Linked DNA regions of Ovis aries: region 1 is linked to region 2. Evidence: chromatin contacts called from public Hi-C data. All regions are on one chromosome and are shown on one strand. Each heading gives the region's core, a stretch centred on a gene start, on an enhancer-like site or on the middle of the called end of the contact. The rest is flanking DNA. Distances are from core to core; before and after follow the strand shown.

Evidence for each region. Hi-C and Micro-C count contacts between places; a contact is called where the count stands out from the background.
Region 1: a Hi-C map of retroperitoneal adipose tissue shows a contact between it and region 2, with 4 times the contacts expected there. The contact joins the promoter of PSMC4 here to the enhancer-like site in region 2. A contact is called at or near these places in 14 of 16 Hi-C or Micro-C datasets (blood, hypothalamus, liver and 7 more).

The regions. Positions count from the first base shown.
Region 1 is chr14:48,899,738-48,906,997 of ARS-UI_Ramb_v3.0, forward strand. PSMC4 (proteasome 26S subunit, ATPase 4) reads left to right here and starts at 1,400. Exons shown (of 10, transcript XM_060398095.1): 1 at 1,400-1,473; 2 at 2,374-2,472; 3 at 3,115-3,301; 4 at 6,459-6,605; 5 at 6,687-6,796; 6 at 6,900-6,993. The coding sequence starts at 1,438. It overlaps LOC132657692 (a long non-coding RNA gene), which reads right to left and starts at 5,075. Exons shown (of 3, transcript XR_009596209.1): 1 at 3,054-5,075.
Region 2 is chr14:48,750,245-48,757,126 of ARS-UI_Ramb_v3.0, forward strand. No RefSeq gene overlaps it. Among named protein-coding and RNA genes, the nearest start is that of DYRK1B, 40 kb to the right of the region's middle. Within about 2 kb of position 4,942, at least 2 of the 54 cell types and tissues checked have an H3K27ac peak or open chromatin away from gene starts, as enhancers often do.

The sequences.
Region 1 (7,260 bases), core at 150-2,649, 150 kb after region 2:
ATTTAAGGGATTACTCAGTTTTTCTGGGTTCTCCCATGTATGCTACTGCTGCTGCTGCTAAGTCACTTCAGTCATATCCAACTCTGTGTGACCTTATGGACCAGAGCTCACCAGGCTCCTCTGTCCTTGGGATTCTCCAGGTAAGAATATTGGAGTGGGTTGTCATTTCCTTCTCCAGGGGATCTTCCTGACCCAGGGATCGAATCCGGGTCTCCTGCATTGCAGGTGGATTCTTTACCAGCTGAGATACCAGGGAAGCCCAAGACTACTGGAGTAGGTTGTCATTTCCTTCTCAAGGGCATCTTCCCCAACCCCAGGGTTCGAACCCGTGTCTCTTGCATATCCGGCACTGGCAGGCAGATTCTTTACCACTAGTGCCACCTGAAAGCCATCGGTGTGTTCGCTTTGTGCAAATCTGTTGAACGGTACACTAAGGATATGTATCTGGAGAAGGAAATGGCAACCCACTCCAGTACTCTTGCCTGGAAAATCCCATGGACAGAGGAGCCTGGTAGGCTACAGTCCATAGGGTCGCAAAGAGTTGGACACGACTAAGCGACTTCACTTTTAATGATACGTATGTCTCTGTACTTGAATACGAAGTTTACTTAACAAAACTGTAGCTGGTGTGATAAGCGGCAGTGTTTTCCCGCGGCCGGAAGCACAGGCTTTGGGCCCCCGCGCTCTAGTTTCAATCAGAGTGAAAGAGGGAACATAATGTCTGTCAAGATTCAATGGGTTGAGCACGTTAAACTTAAGCAACAGGGCCTGCATGACCCAGCTCCTGGCACCGCTGCCTCACTTTCTCCATCCGTAATGCGCGGGTTCTACTCGATTCCCGGCTACCGGTAATGGCGGGCTTGGAGCTCCTCACCCCCGGTCTGGAGCCGGGTAAAGGGTGTCACCCTTTACGAGTAGCCTTGGTCTTCCTGGCTCCGCGCGGAGGGCAATCCTCGGCTGCAGCCCACGTAGAAACCCCGTTAAAGACATCCCACCCCCACCCCCCACCCCCCGCCTCTGCGGAACCCTGCCCAAGCCTCTAAACAAGAAAGAAGAGCACTTGGCCAGATCTGACAGATATCTGAGAAATTACTCAGTTTGAAAACCAATGCGGGCAGCGCCACCTGCTGTCACGAAAACCAGCGCCAGAAAAAGCCGCGCGAGACCGCGGCCCCGCGCGCTATTGCCGACGCGCACCTCCCCGGGCCCGCCCGCGCGCCCGCGCGCCCGCGAGGTACAAAGTGCGCAGGAGCAAGTCTTGGGGGCGGAGCTCAGGACGAAGCCGCCCTGCACTTTACCTACCGCGCCCATTCAACCTTCTCTCAGCCGTGTCTTAAACTACGCTTCCCAGAACCCATCCAGGCCTTGCTTTCCGGTGGCGTCAGCGGAAGCGGTGACTGGATTAGGCCGGGCCACACAGAGGCCGGCTTGGTCACTATGGAGGAGATAGGTATCCTGGTGGAGAAAGCTCAGGTCCGGTGGGGCTTGGGTCTTGGGGAGAGGGCGAAGCCGACCTGGTTGGGATTCTGAGTGACTTTGGGGATCCAAGCGTAGGTCTGAGTGATTTCGGAGGCCTCAGTGGAGAGCTTCGTGCCGATCCGAGGCCTGGGCTGGGTGTCTGGGTGGCTGAGTGATGGTATTAGGGCTTGGGAAGCGGGGCTGGGGAAACGGTGACGCTAGAGGTTCTTTGGGGCTGAATGATTTCGAGGTTTAGGTGGAATGCTGTGACATAGCTAGGCCCAGTGGCATTAGGGGTGGGTCGGGTGGTGAGTGATGTATGGGATTCGGCCATGGGGCCGAATGATATATGAGGTTGAGCTGGAGAGCTGACTGATATTTGGGGCTTAGTTGGTGTTGGAGCGCCAAGTAATATCTGTAATCTGGCCGAGTGATTTTGGGGGCCTGCCTGGGAGCTGGGTGACATAAGGGCCTAATGTGAGTTGGAGTTCATGAGGGATATTTGGGGGGTAACTGAGTAATACCAGGACTGTATGAAGGCATGGTGACTTTCACCATCAATTGAGGCATCCCTGTAGTATTTCAAACCTGTTGAGGGGGGCTGGAGGGCATTGGGGTCTGGTAAGGAGTTGATCAGACATTTAGGCCCTAGACGGGAGTTAGGACATTGAGGACATGTTACAAGTGGCATCTGATACCAGATCTGTTTGGAAGGCTTTGTGACCAAGGAGTTTGTTAGGAGCTGGGTGACTTCAGGAACGTCTTTAGGGGGCTGAGAAGTTCCCAGGATCTATTTAGGGTGCTGAATGTCAGGAACCTATTAGGGGCCAAGTGACTTCATGGTGAAGTGGGGAGGGGGGCTTTAGATTCTTTCATAAGGGGACCTTCCAACCTGAGTTTCCTTCCATGGTCTAGGATGAGATCCCGGCCCTGTCTGTGTCACGGCCCCAGACTGGCCTGTCCTTCCTGGGGCCTGAGCCAGAGGACCTGGAGGACCTCTACAGCCGCTACAAGGTACATTCAAAGCCAGTCCGCAAAATATCAGCGTTGTTGTTATTTAGTCACTAAGTCCTGTCTGACTGTGACCCCATGGACTGGAGCCCACCAGATTCCTGTGTCCATGGGATTTCCCAGGCAAGAATACTGGAGTACAAAACAAGGGCTCAGTAATAACCTAAAGGGGTGATATGGGGAGGGAGATGGGAGGGAGGTTCAAGAGGGAGGGGACATATGTGTACTTATGGCTGATTCATTTTGATATTTGGCAGAAAACAACAAAATTATGTAAAGCAATTATCCTTCAATTAAAAAATAAAAAAGAATACTGGAGAAGGTTACCATTTCCTTTTCCAGGGGATCTTTACCAGGGAATAAGAACCTGTTGTATAGTACAGGGAACTCTACTCTATACTCTGTAATGGCCTAAATGGGAAAAGAAACTAAGAAAAAAGAGTGAGTATATGTATAACTGATTCACTTTGGTGTATACCTGAAACTAACACAACATTGTAAATCAACTATATGCCAATAAAAAAAAAAATTAACAAAACCAGTCTGGACCCTGCACAGGGCCCAGCATCCCATACTTCCCCTACCTTCATTCCTTGGCTCAGCAAGGCCTGGAACCATCCCTGCTTCTCCACTGTCTGCTCACAGAAGCTGCAGCAAGAGCTGGAGTTCCTGGAGGTGCAGGAGGAGTATATCAAGGATGAGCAAAAGAACCTGAAGAAGGAGTTCCTCCATGCCCAGGAGGAGGTGAAACGAATCCAGAGCATCCCATTGGTTATCGGGCAGTTTCTGGAGGCTGTGGATCAGAATACAGCCATCGTGGGCTCTACCACAGGTGCGTGGCGGGGGTGGGGGTGAGAGGGGGTGTTGTTTACCCATCTGTCCATTCAACAGCTGTTAACTATTTCCTGCCATGTGCCAGGAACTTACAAAGGCAAACAAGGGAAGATGGTGTAATAGTGTTTTTCAGAGCATTTTCAGTCTGATGAAAAAGTAGAACTATATTTTACATATTTTACATTCTCTCCCTTTCTCCTCTATAAGTATATATATATAACTTATACAGTAAAAGTTTGATCAAAGGATACTTAGCTTCATTGTGGTGTGATACTCTAATTAGTTTTCCATTCTGTTCCAGTCTGTTTTGTTTTAAACAGCATTCTGGTCATGACTATCTAAAATGATTTCACAACTACTACTGAGTTGAGTTCAGTTCAGTTCAGTCACTCAGTCATGTCCGACTCTTTGGGACCCCATGAACTGCAGCACGCCAGGCCTCCCTGTCTATCACTAACTCCTGGAGTCTACCCAAACTCATGTCCACTGAGTCAGTGATGCCGTCCAACCATCTCATCCTCTGTCATCCCCTTCTCCTCCTGCCCTCAATCTTTCCCAGCATCAGGGTCTTTTCAAATGAGTCAGCTCTTCGCATCAGGTGGCCAAAGTATTGGAGTTGCAGCTTCAACATCAGTCCTTCGAATGAACACCCAGGACTGATCTCCTTTAGGATGGACTGGTTGGATATCCTTGCAGTCTAAGGGACTCTCAAGAGTCTTCTCCAACGCCACAGTTCTAAAGCTTCAATTCTTCGGCGCTCAGCTTTCTTATAGTCCAACTTTCACATCCATACGTGACTACTGGAAAAACCGTAGCCTTGAATAGACGGACCTTTGTTGGCAAAGTAACGTCTCTGCTTTTTAATATGCTGTCTAGGTTGGTCCTAACTTTCCTTCCAAGGAGTAAGCGTCTTTTAATTTCATGGCTGCAATCACCATCTGCAGTGATTTTGGAACCCCAAAAATAAAGTCTCTCACTGTTTCCCCATCTATTTTTGTTTTCCCCACTTTTTGCCATGAAGTGATGGGACCAGATGCCGTGATCTTCTTTTTCTGAATGTTGAGCTTTAAGCCAACTTTTTCACTCTCCTCCTTCACTTTCATCAAGAGGCTTTTTAGTTCCTCTTCACTTTCTGCCATAAGGGTGGTGTCATCTGCATATCTGAGGTTATTGATACTTCTCCCGGCAATCTTGATTCCAGCTTGTGCTTCTTCCAGCCCAACGTTTCTCATGATGTACTCTGTATATAAGTTAAATAAGCAGGGTGACAGTATACAGCCTTAAGATACTCCTTTTCCTATTTGGAACCAGTCTGTTGTTCCATGTCCAGTTCTAACTGTTGCTTCCTCACCTGCATATAGGTTTCTCAAGAGGCAGGTCAGGTGGTCTGGTATTCCCATCTCTTGAAGAATTGTCCACAGTTTATTGTGATCCACACAGTCAAAGGCTTTGGCATAGTCAATAAAGCAGAAATAGATGTTTTTCTGGAACTCTCTTGCTTTTTCGATGATCCAGCAGATGTTGGCAATTTGATCTCTGGTTCCTCTGCCTTTTCTAAAACCAGCTTGAACATCAGGAAGTTCACAGTCCACGTATTGCTGAAGCCTGGCTTGGAGAATTTTTTTACATTGTTTTACTAGTGTGTGCTGCTGCTGCTGCTGCTAAGTCGCTTCAGTCGTGTCCAACTCTGTGCAACCCCATAGACAGGCAACTCCCCTGTCCCTGGGATTCTTCAGGCAAGAACACTGGAGTGGGTTGCCATTGCCTTCTCCAATGCTTGAAAGTGAAAAGTGAAAGTGAAGTCTCTCAGTTGTGTCTGACTCTGTGCGACCCCATGGACTGCAGCCTACCAGGCTCCTCCGCCCATGGGATTTTCCAGGCAAGAGTACTGGAGTGGGTTGCCATTGCCTTCCCTACTAGCGTGTGAGATGAGTGCAATTGTGCGGTAGTTGAGTATTCTTTAGCATTGCCTTTCTTTGGGACTGAGTTGGGACATGCAATTTGAAAACAGAAGTGAGACTGGGCTCTGATTAGGACTCAGTTTTTATGTGAGAGCTGCTGTTATTAACATGGGTCTAGGTGCTGCCTTCATGATGGTCATTGTTTCTGCGTCTTACTTGTCTTTTCTTGCTTCTGGCCTCTGCTCCTCTAGATCAAGCCATATGATTGTAAAGCTTGCGGGGAAAGGTGTGTGACTGGACCCTGGAGTTGGTAGTGAAGGGAGGGAGAGATCCAAAGTGAGTGTGTCTTTGATCTGTTGGACTCGGGGACAGTGGCTGTCCCTGAGATGGCGACATGGGCAGAAAAGCAGCCTTGTCGAGAGAGTGAGGGCAGCCTGGGACATCACAGGGAAGTGTCTGGGAGGCTACAGGACAGCCAAGTCTGGAGGTCAGGAGAAAGACTGAGGCTGGAAGGAGATGTGTGTGTCACTACCATAAATGTAGAAGGTGAACTGAGGAGGTGAGATAGAGGAGTCTGGGCAAGCAAGAGTCTGTGGCGGAGACCTCGATGGGGAAAGAGGAATTCCCTGCTGGTCTAGTGGTAAAGAGTCCACCCGCCAATGCAGGGGACACAAGTTCAAGCCCTGGTCCAGGAATATTCCACATGCTGCAGGGCAACGAGCCCATGCACCACAACTACTGAAGCCCGTGTGCCCTAGAGTCCATGCTCTGCACTAGAGAACAGCCCCTGCTCACCGCAGCTAGAGAAAGCCCTCTCATAGAGAAAGCAACAAAGAGTCAGTGCAGCCCTAAACAAATACATAAATAAATTAGATGGGAGAGGTTGGTGCTGAGTCGGGGCAGGGTCCCTAGGGGGAGGGAGGGATTGGTTGGAAAGACATTTTAGGAAGCCAGTGGAAGGCCATGGTGACTGACAAGCTGTGGAGGGAAACAGAGAAAAGCCCAGGATGAGGCTTAGGTCTCTCTTTAGTGACTCGGGACCACAGGCCTCCCTGAGACAGAGACCCAGGAGGAGGAGCACAGATGGGGGGAAGATACTGAGAGCACACTGAGACACAGTGAGTGAGCCCTGCTGGGGGACATCCAGGGACAGGCATTCCAGGGGGCTGCTGGTCACCTGGTCCGGAGCTCAAGAGTTAGGGGTAGAATCTGGGGCTTCTCATTTTCCCCTTTCCCTTCTTGTTCTTCACAAAGGCTCCAACTACTACGTGCGCATCCTGAGCACCATTGACCGGGAGCTGCTCAAGCCCAACGCCTCGGTGGCGCTCCACAAGCACAGCAACGCCCTGGTGGACGTGCTGCCTCCCGAGGCCGACAGCAGCATCATGATGCTCACCTCAGGTGAGGGGGAGCCCTGGGCCAGGGAGGCCTGAAGGGACCCTGCGGGCCAGGCTGGGAGCCCTAGCTCTGCTCTCCCACCAGATCAGAAGCCAGACGTGATGTATGCGGACATTGGGGGCATGGACATCCAGAAGCAGGAGGTGCGGGAGGCCGTGGAGCTCCCACTCACACACTTCGAGCTCTACAAGCAGGTAAGGGGCCAGATCTGGCAGGGGAGGGAGAGGCCGGGTCCGCCGGGTCTCCAGCTGGTGATGCACTCCCTGGCTCATCCTCCTCTCCACCTCTGGGCTTCAGATCGGCATCGACCCACCCCGAGGCGTCCTCATGTACGGCCCACCTGGCTGCGGGAAGACCATGCTGGCAAAGGCTGTGGCTCATCACACGACAGGTGAGCCGCTTGGCCCCTCCCCCAAGCTCTGGTCTTCTGGGCTTTTCTGACCTTGCCCTCAGCTCTCTCATCCTCCTCAGGAAGTAGTGTGGCATGGCGATTAAGAAGGTAGGCTCTGGGGTCAAAGCCCCAGTGTGTGTCTTACTGGGTGGCCATGCCATCCTGGGAAGGTGACTTTACTCTCGTGCCTCAACTTCCTCATCTAATAAAACATTCATTTCATAGCATGATTGTGGAGAGAATTAATGAAATAATGACATAGTTTTC
Region 2 (6,882 bases), core at 3,692-6,191:
AAACCTAAACTGCAGCCGACAAATTGTTAGACGATAAGTGTGGACAGTCTGGGAGTTAACTCTGAGGAGGACGCAGTTACAGTGGGGCGCCTATAATACTGTGGAATTTACCTGGAGGAGTTTGACCAGATTCCCACATTAAATGTGGAGGAAAAGGAAATCCCCTTTGCTTCCAGCTTGGAAGGGGGGGAAAAAAAAAAACTTTTTTTTTTTTTTTTGTCATGCTTCATGGCTTTTGGGATCTCAGTTCTTCGACTAAGGATTGAACTCAGGCTATGGCAGGAATCACTAGGTCACCAAGGAATTCCCAGAACCATTTTGAAGTATGCTAGAATGCTCTCTTAACAAGACCTGCCCTCAGGCAGCGGAGCTAACCAGAGCTTAAGCTGCTAGGGATGATCAGAGTATCACCAACCTGGAGGAAGGAAACATCTAACTTCAGCTGGCTCAAGCCTCATGGGAGAAGGGAAATGCGGGCTCTGGCCGTCTTGTGCAACCTAAGGGGGTGGAATCTGAGAAATATTTGTGAAGTTTATGGTGTAGAGCCACAGACTTACAGACCCAATCATAGGACTCTAGAATACTTCTTCTCCTTCCCCCACCTAACTACTACATGACGGAGGCATCTTTGGATGCAATTTTAAATGGGACTTTTTAAAAACTTTATCTTGTGCTACTTCTTAGGGGAAAGAAATGCAACGGATTCCTGTATATGAATCATGTAACCTACAGTCTTGCTGAGTTCATCTGTTAGTTACAGTAGTTTGTGGGTGGAGACTTCTGAGGATAGTGACAGTCTTACCTCGCTCCTTCCAAACTCAATACCTTTTATGTCTTTTTCTTGTGTGATTTGCTGTGGCTAGGGCTTGCAGTACTATGTTAAATAGAAGTGATGAGAGTGGGTCTCCTTGTCTTGTTCCTGAATTTACTGGAAAGCCTTTCAGCTTTTCATCACTGAGTGTCATGTTGGCTTTAGGTTCGTTCCCTCTATGCCCCCTTTTATGAGAGTTTTTGTCATGAATGGAGATTGAATTGTTACTTTTTTTTTTTAAGTCTATTGAGATGATCATGTGATTTTTCTTTAATCTGGTATATTACATTGATTTGTATATGTCAAACCATCCTTGTGACTCTGGAATAAATTCAGCTTGATCATGGTGTATAGTTCCTTTTTATGTATGGTTGACTTTGGTTTGCTCATACATTGCTGAAAATTTTTGCATTTATATTCATCAAACATATTGCCCTGTAATGTCCTCTTTTGTTGTGTTTTTGTCTGGCTTTTGTATCAAGGTAACGGTGGCTTGTAGAATGCATTTGGGACTGTTTCCTCCTCTTCAACTTTTTGAAATAGCTTTAGAAGGATCATTGTAGGTTTTTCTCTACATGTTTGGTAGAATTCCCAGGTGAAGCTGTTTAGTCTTGAACTTTTGCTTGCTGGGATTTAAAAAAAAAAATTAGATTCTATTTCACTTTTAGTGATCTGTTCAAATTATCTGTCCCTTCTTTATTTCAGTCTTGGTAGATTGTAAGTATCTAGGAACTTGTCCGTTTCTTCTGTGGTGTCCAGTTATAGGCATATATCTTCACAGTATTCTCTTGTGACTGTATCTCTGTAGTATTAGTTGTTATTTCTCCTTTCATTTCTTGTTTGTGTGTGTGTACATGTACCTGCTGGGTCCTCTCATTCTTGGTAAGCCTGGTTAAAGGTTTATCAGTTTTATTTATCTTTTCAAAAAAACACTATCCTTTGGTTTTGTTGACCTTTCTATTATTTTTATCTCTGTTTAATTTACTCTGACTTTTCCTTCCTTCCTTCTGCTGACTTTGGAAGTCGCATTTTCTTTTTCTAACTGTTTTAGGTAATAGGTTAGGTTGATTTTTTTTTTTTTTTCTTGTTTCTTGAGGAAGGCCTATGTCACTCTGAACTTCCCTCTTAGGATTGCTTTTGCTGCGTCCCATAGATTTTGAAAAATTGTGTTTTCATTTTCATTTGTCTCAATGTAAGGGCTTCCCTGGTGGTGCAGAGGTTAAAGCGTCTGCCTGCAATGTGCGAGACCTGGGTTCGATCCCTGGGTCGGGAAGATCCCCTGGAGAAGGAAATGGCATCCCACTCCAGTATTCTTGCCTGGAGAATCCCATGGACGGAGGAGCTTGGTGGGCTACAGTCCACGGGTCGCAGAGTCGGACACGACTGAGTGACTTCACTTTGTCTTGATGTATTTTCTGATCTCCTTGTTAATCCATTGCTTTTTTTGTTGTTGTTGTTGTTGTTGTTAAGCACCATGGTGTTTAGTCTCCGTGTTCTTTTCCTGTTTTAATTTCTATAGTTGATTTCTAGTTTCATACTGTTGTGGTCAGAAAAAAAATGCTTGATATAATTTGTATCCTATTAAATTTGTTGCTTGAATTGATCTCTTACTGTATTGATCCCTATGTCATTAATAGTATAGGCTTTGTCTCAGGCCTATTTGTCTGAGTATGGCCACCCTTGTTTTCTCGTCATTTCCATTTGCGTGGAATCTCTCTTCCCTTCCTCTCACTTTCAGTCTGTGTGTGTCTTCTGCCCTAAAGTGGTCTCTTGTAGGCAACATGCTGAAAGTCTTTGTTTTATATCCAATCAGCTATCCTATTTCTTTTTTATAGGAGCAGGTAGCCTATTGACCAGAGAAGGCGATGGCACCCCACTCCAGTACTCTTGCCTGGAAAATCCATGGATGGAGGAGCCTGGTAGGCTGCAGTCCATGGGGTCACTAAGAGTCGGACACGACTGAGCAACTTCACTTTCACTTTTCCCTTTCATGCATTGGAGAAGGAAATGGCAACCCACTCCAGTGTTCTTGCCTGGAGAATCCCAGGGACGGCGGAGCCTGGTGGGCTGCTGTCTATGGGGTCGCACAGAGTCGGACACGACTGAAGTGACTTAGCAGCAGCAGCCTATTGACATTTAAATTATTGATCAGTATGTGCTTATTTCCGTTTCATTCCTTGATTGCCAGTTATTTCTGTAGTTCTTCTTTGTTCATTTCTTCTTTTTGTTTTTCCCATTGTGGTTTGATGATTGTCTTCTGTAGTATGCTTGAATTCCTTTTTGTTTTTTTGTCTATCTGTTGTAGGTTTTTGATTTGTAGTTCCCATGGAGTTCATATTTGTTGACCCATAATTATACCTCTCTGTGTTAGTCACCTAGTCATATCTCTGACTCTTTGCAACCCCATGAACTGTAGCCCACCAGGCTTCTCTGTTCATGGGATTCTCCAGGCAAGAATACTGGAGCAGGTTGCATGCCTTTCTCCAGGGGATCTTCCCAACCCAGGGATTGAATTCTGGTCTCCTGCATTGGCAGGTAGATTCTTTACTGTCTGAGCTACCAGGGAAACCTCATGGTTATAACCTACCTGCTTTAAACAGATAACTATTAAATTTCAAACACATTCTAAAAGGTCTAAATTTTTTCTCCTCTCCCTCACATTTTGTTTTTATGTCATATTTTATATCTTCATGCTTACCCTTTTGCTATTTATTGTAGTTACAGTTGCTTTTACAATTTTATTTTTTTTTCAGTCTACACACTGGCTTAAGTGATCTTCAATCCTTACTATGTATTTGCCTTTCTTGGATTTTTTTTCTTTCCTGTTGATGCTTATTTCTCTCCATTTAGAGAAGAACCTTCAACATTTTTTTTTAGAATGGGTTTAGTATTGCTGGATTCTTTTAGTTTTTGCTTGTCTTAAAAATTCTTTCTGTCTCTTTCTGTTCTAAGTGATGATCTTGCTGGCTGGAGTATCCTAGGTTGTAGGTTCTTCTCTTTCAGCACTATCATTTCTCTTCTTTCTGGCCTGCAAGGTTCCTGCAGAGAAAGCTGATAGCACTATGGGGATTCTCTTGTATGTGTGTTTCTCATGCTGCCTTGGGAATCCTCTTGATCTTTAACTTTTACCAGTATGTAATGGTTGTGGTTGTCCCAGCTCTAATGCAGGGTTCTGGTGTGGAGTGGGTAGAGCCCGGGCATTTGCCAGCTGGGAGTGGGGCTCATGGCATGGTGGTTGCTGGGGTCCCGGGGGCTGTGCTGCGCCGGAGGCCTGGGCTGCATCTGTGGTGCTGTTGGAGCACCAACAGTGCTCACTGCTGCCCGACCTGGACCACCCGCAGACCCTCAGGTTGCCTCTACATCTGTTAGAGCAAGTCTTTTCTCAGCACTTGGCTGCCCTAGATTCAGTCAAGTTGTGGCATGAGGTCAGTAAGCCAGGGTGTTCGCTCAGTTAGGATTGGGGAATGTGGCCACATAGGCAGAATACTGTCTGGCATAAATCACAGTAATATTTTTTTTTGATCTGTCTCCTAGAGAAATAGAAACAAAAACAAAAATAAACAAATGGGACCTAATTAAACTTCAAAGCTTTTGCACAGCAAAGGAAACTAAACAAAAGGAAAAGACATCCTTGGATTGGGAGAAAATATTTACAAATGATGTACTGGATAAGGAGTTAACATTCAAAATATAGAAACAACTCCCACAGCTTAATTGAAAAAAGAACCCCATCAGAAAGAGCAGAAGGCCGGAAACAGACACTTCACCAAAGAGGACATGCAGATGGCCCGCAGGCATGTGAAAAGACGTCCAACGTCACAAATGATCAGGGAGACGCAGAGCAAAACCACCACAAGTTGGTGATCTGGCTGTCATCCTTTGGCTCAGCAGGTGTGGGGATGGTGGGACTATGAGTGGGTGATTGGACCCCGAAAGGTACCTGTAGAGACCCAGTACCTGAACATTTGGGACGGTGAGCGATCACTATGTCGCCCAGCCCCGAGGTCACTACCAACATTGAGCTCCAGGTGGCGCCATTTGTATATAACATGAAAAGTCCTGCTCAGTGAGGGTGTGGTCCTCTCTTCCATCTGTGGGTGGATAGCTCTCCTCCGCCCTCTGTACAGGCCTGGCTGTTGCTCAGGTTCACAAACCGGTGGATAAACACCAGTGGACACAGGCTGAAACTCAACCAGCTGCTTTCCAGTGGGAATGCTCTATCCAAGTTCCCTGCCCGTTTCCAGCATTGTTGCTCAGAGCTGAAGACTCACTCACCCCTTATCCTTGCTGTCCAATCAGGATGAGGGCTAGATCCCGAGAGGCATTAGCCAGGCAAAGGATACTTTAGGCCAAGAGAATAAAATTTAAGTGAAAATGGAGTTTCTCTTTGGAAGTATTAATGATAATAACTGACATGCAAAAAAGTAGAAAATCTGAATAGACCAATAAGTGAATAAGTTATAAAGGAAGTAAAAAGATCTATACTCTAAGAAAGGCATTAGACTTTAGATTTTAATTAGGTCTAAAGGCATTAGACATTAGATTTATTAACCAATTCATTGTGCATTCAAAGAAAGAACTCCTAGGTTATAGAAAGTGGCCCAGAGATTATGGACATTACTCAAATCATTGTAATTATTAGCATAAGTCTCTTAAATCTAGAAAAACAAAATAGAATAAAATCCAGGTCAACGTCCCCCATAAATGGAAGGAAAATTTCCAGATAAAATGCTAACAAATTGAGCTCAGCAATGTTTTGACAAGTACTCAAAATAACTGATAGGGTTGCTTTCAGAAATACAGAAATACCTCAGTGTTAGAAACTTCGTCAGTGCATTCCAGCACATTCATGTGCTGAAGATGGAGTAACACTTCGATCATCTTGAGAGATGCAGAAATGCTGCAAATTTAAGGGAGAAGTCTGAAATTCAGTCATCTCCTCCCTTGACTGTTCTTCCAGCAGTAGGGACAGAAAGCTGGAGCACAAATTCATCTTTTTTTTAAAAGTTTGAGATAGGACAGCTGAGGGTGTCTGAATCCTCAACTACCTTGACTGCAGATGGCAAAAAAAAGGGAGAGCTGTGGGGAGAGAGGGTGAGAGACACTGGAAAAGTGATTGAGGCAGAGACAGGGAAATGTAGAAATGGAGCAGAGACAAGAGCAGAGGGAAGGACTGAGGCTCAGAGAGGGGGGGTCCTCAGAGACATTTCCTCATCCGAAAACCATGATCCTGATGATTGCCAGGCACAGAATTGAGGGCTGAGTCATGTAGTAGCTACATGATTTCATCAATTCTGAGCTGCTCTGTTTTCAGCCTCTAGAAATTATATTTATCCTATAACTGAGGACATCCTACAGTTGCTCTGTGTTGAACAGCAATCACAATGCAATCATCCTTGCCTGGCTGTTGTTTCCAATAATGTGATGGACCACTACAATCTCATATTCTTTAAGCCCAAATGTTTTAAAACCATTTGAAGAAGGAATTTGAATCCAGTTGTCTGGAAACCCTTCCATTGACACATGGCGACAGGAAGAAAGCTGAGCTCGGAAGCAAATCCATGGACAGGAGTTGAGCATTCTAGCAAATGTTCCATCTGTTATGCTCTTGATAGTGCAAGGACAATATTTATGGGAAAGCAAAAATATTCATAACTCTAAATCAGAAAATAAGTCAAAATGTTTGCAGTTTACTTTGAATTGCACTGCTGGGTGGATACTTGTGTATAAAGCAAGTCCAGGAAAAAAATTCTAGTGGGACAACCTTGGCAGATGATTCCCTTCTCTGGGATTCAGTCTCCTCACATCTGTGAAACAGGAATAATAATAGTTAATATCTACCTTGTGGAGTCATGAAGATTAAATGAATTAAAATGTATACAGCTTTTAGAGAAATGCTTGGCACATATTGAGCTACCATGTAAACATTTTATAGCACTTTTAGAAATACACAATGTTCTGTACATTATTTTTATTCCAAATGAAACTGACTTGAGTTGAAGTTTTTTAAAGAACATGTTGCTTTTCACTTGACACCTTTCAGTACCTTAATTTTTTTGTTACTTTTATGT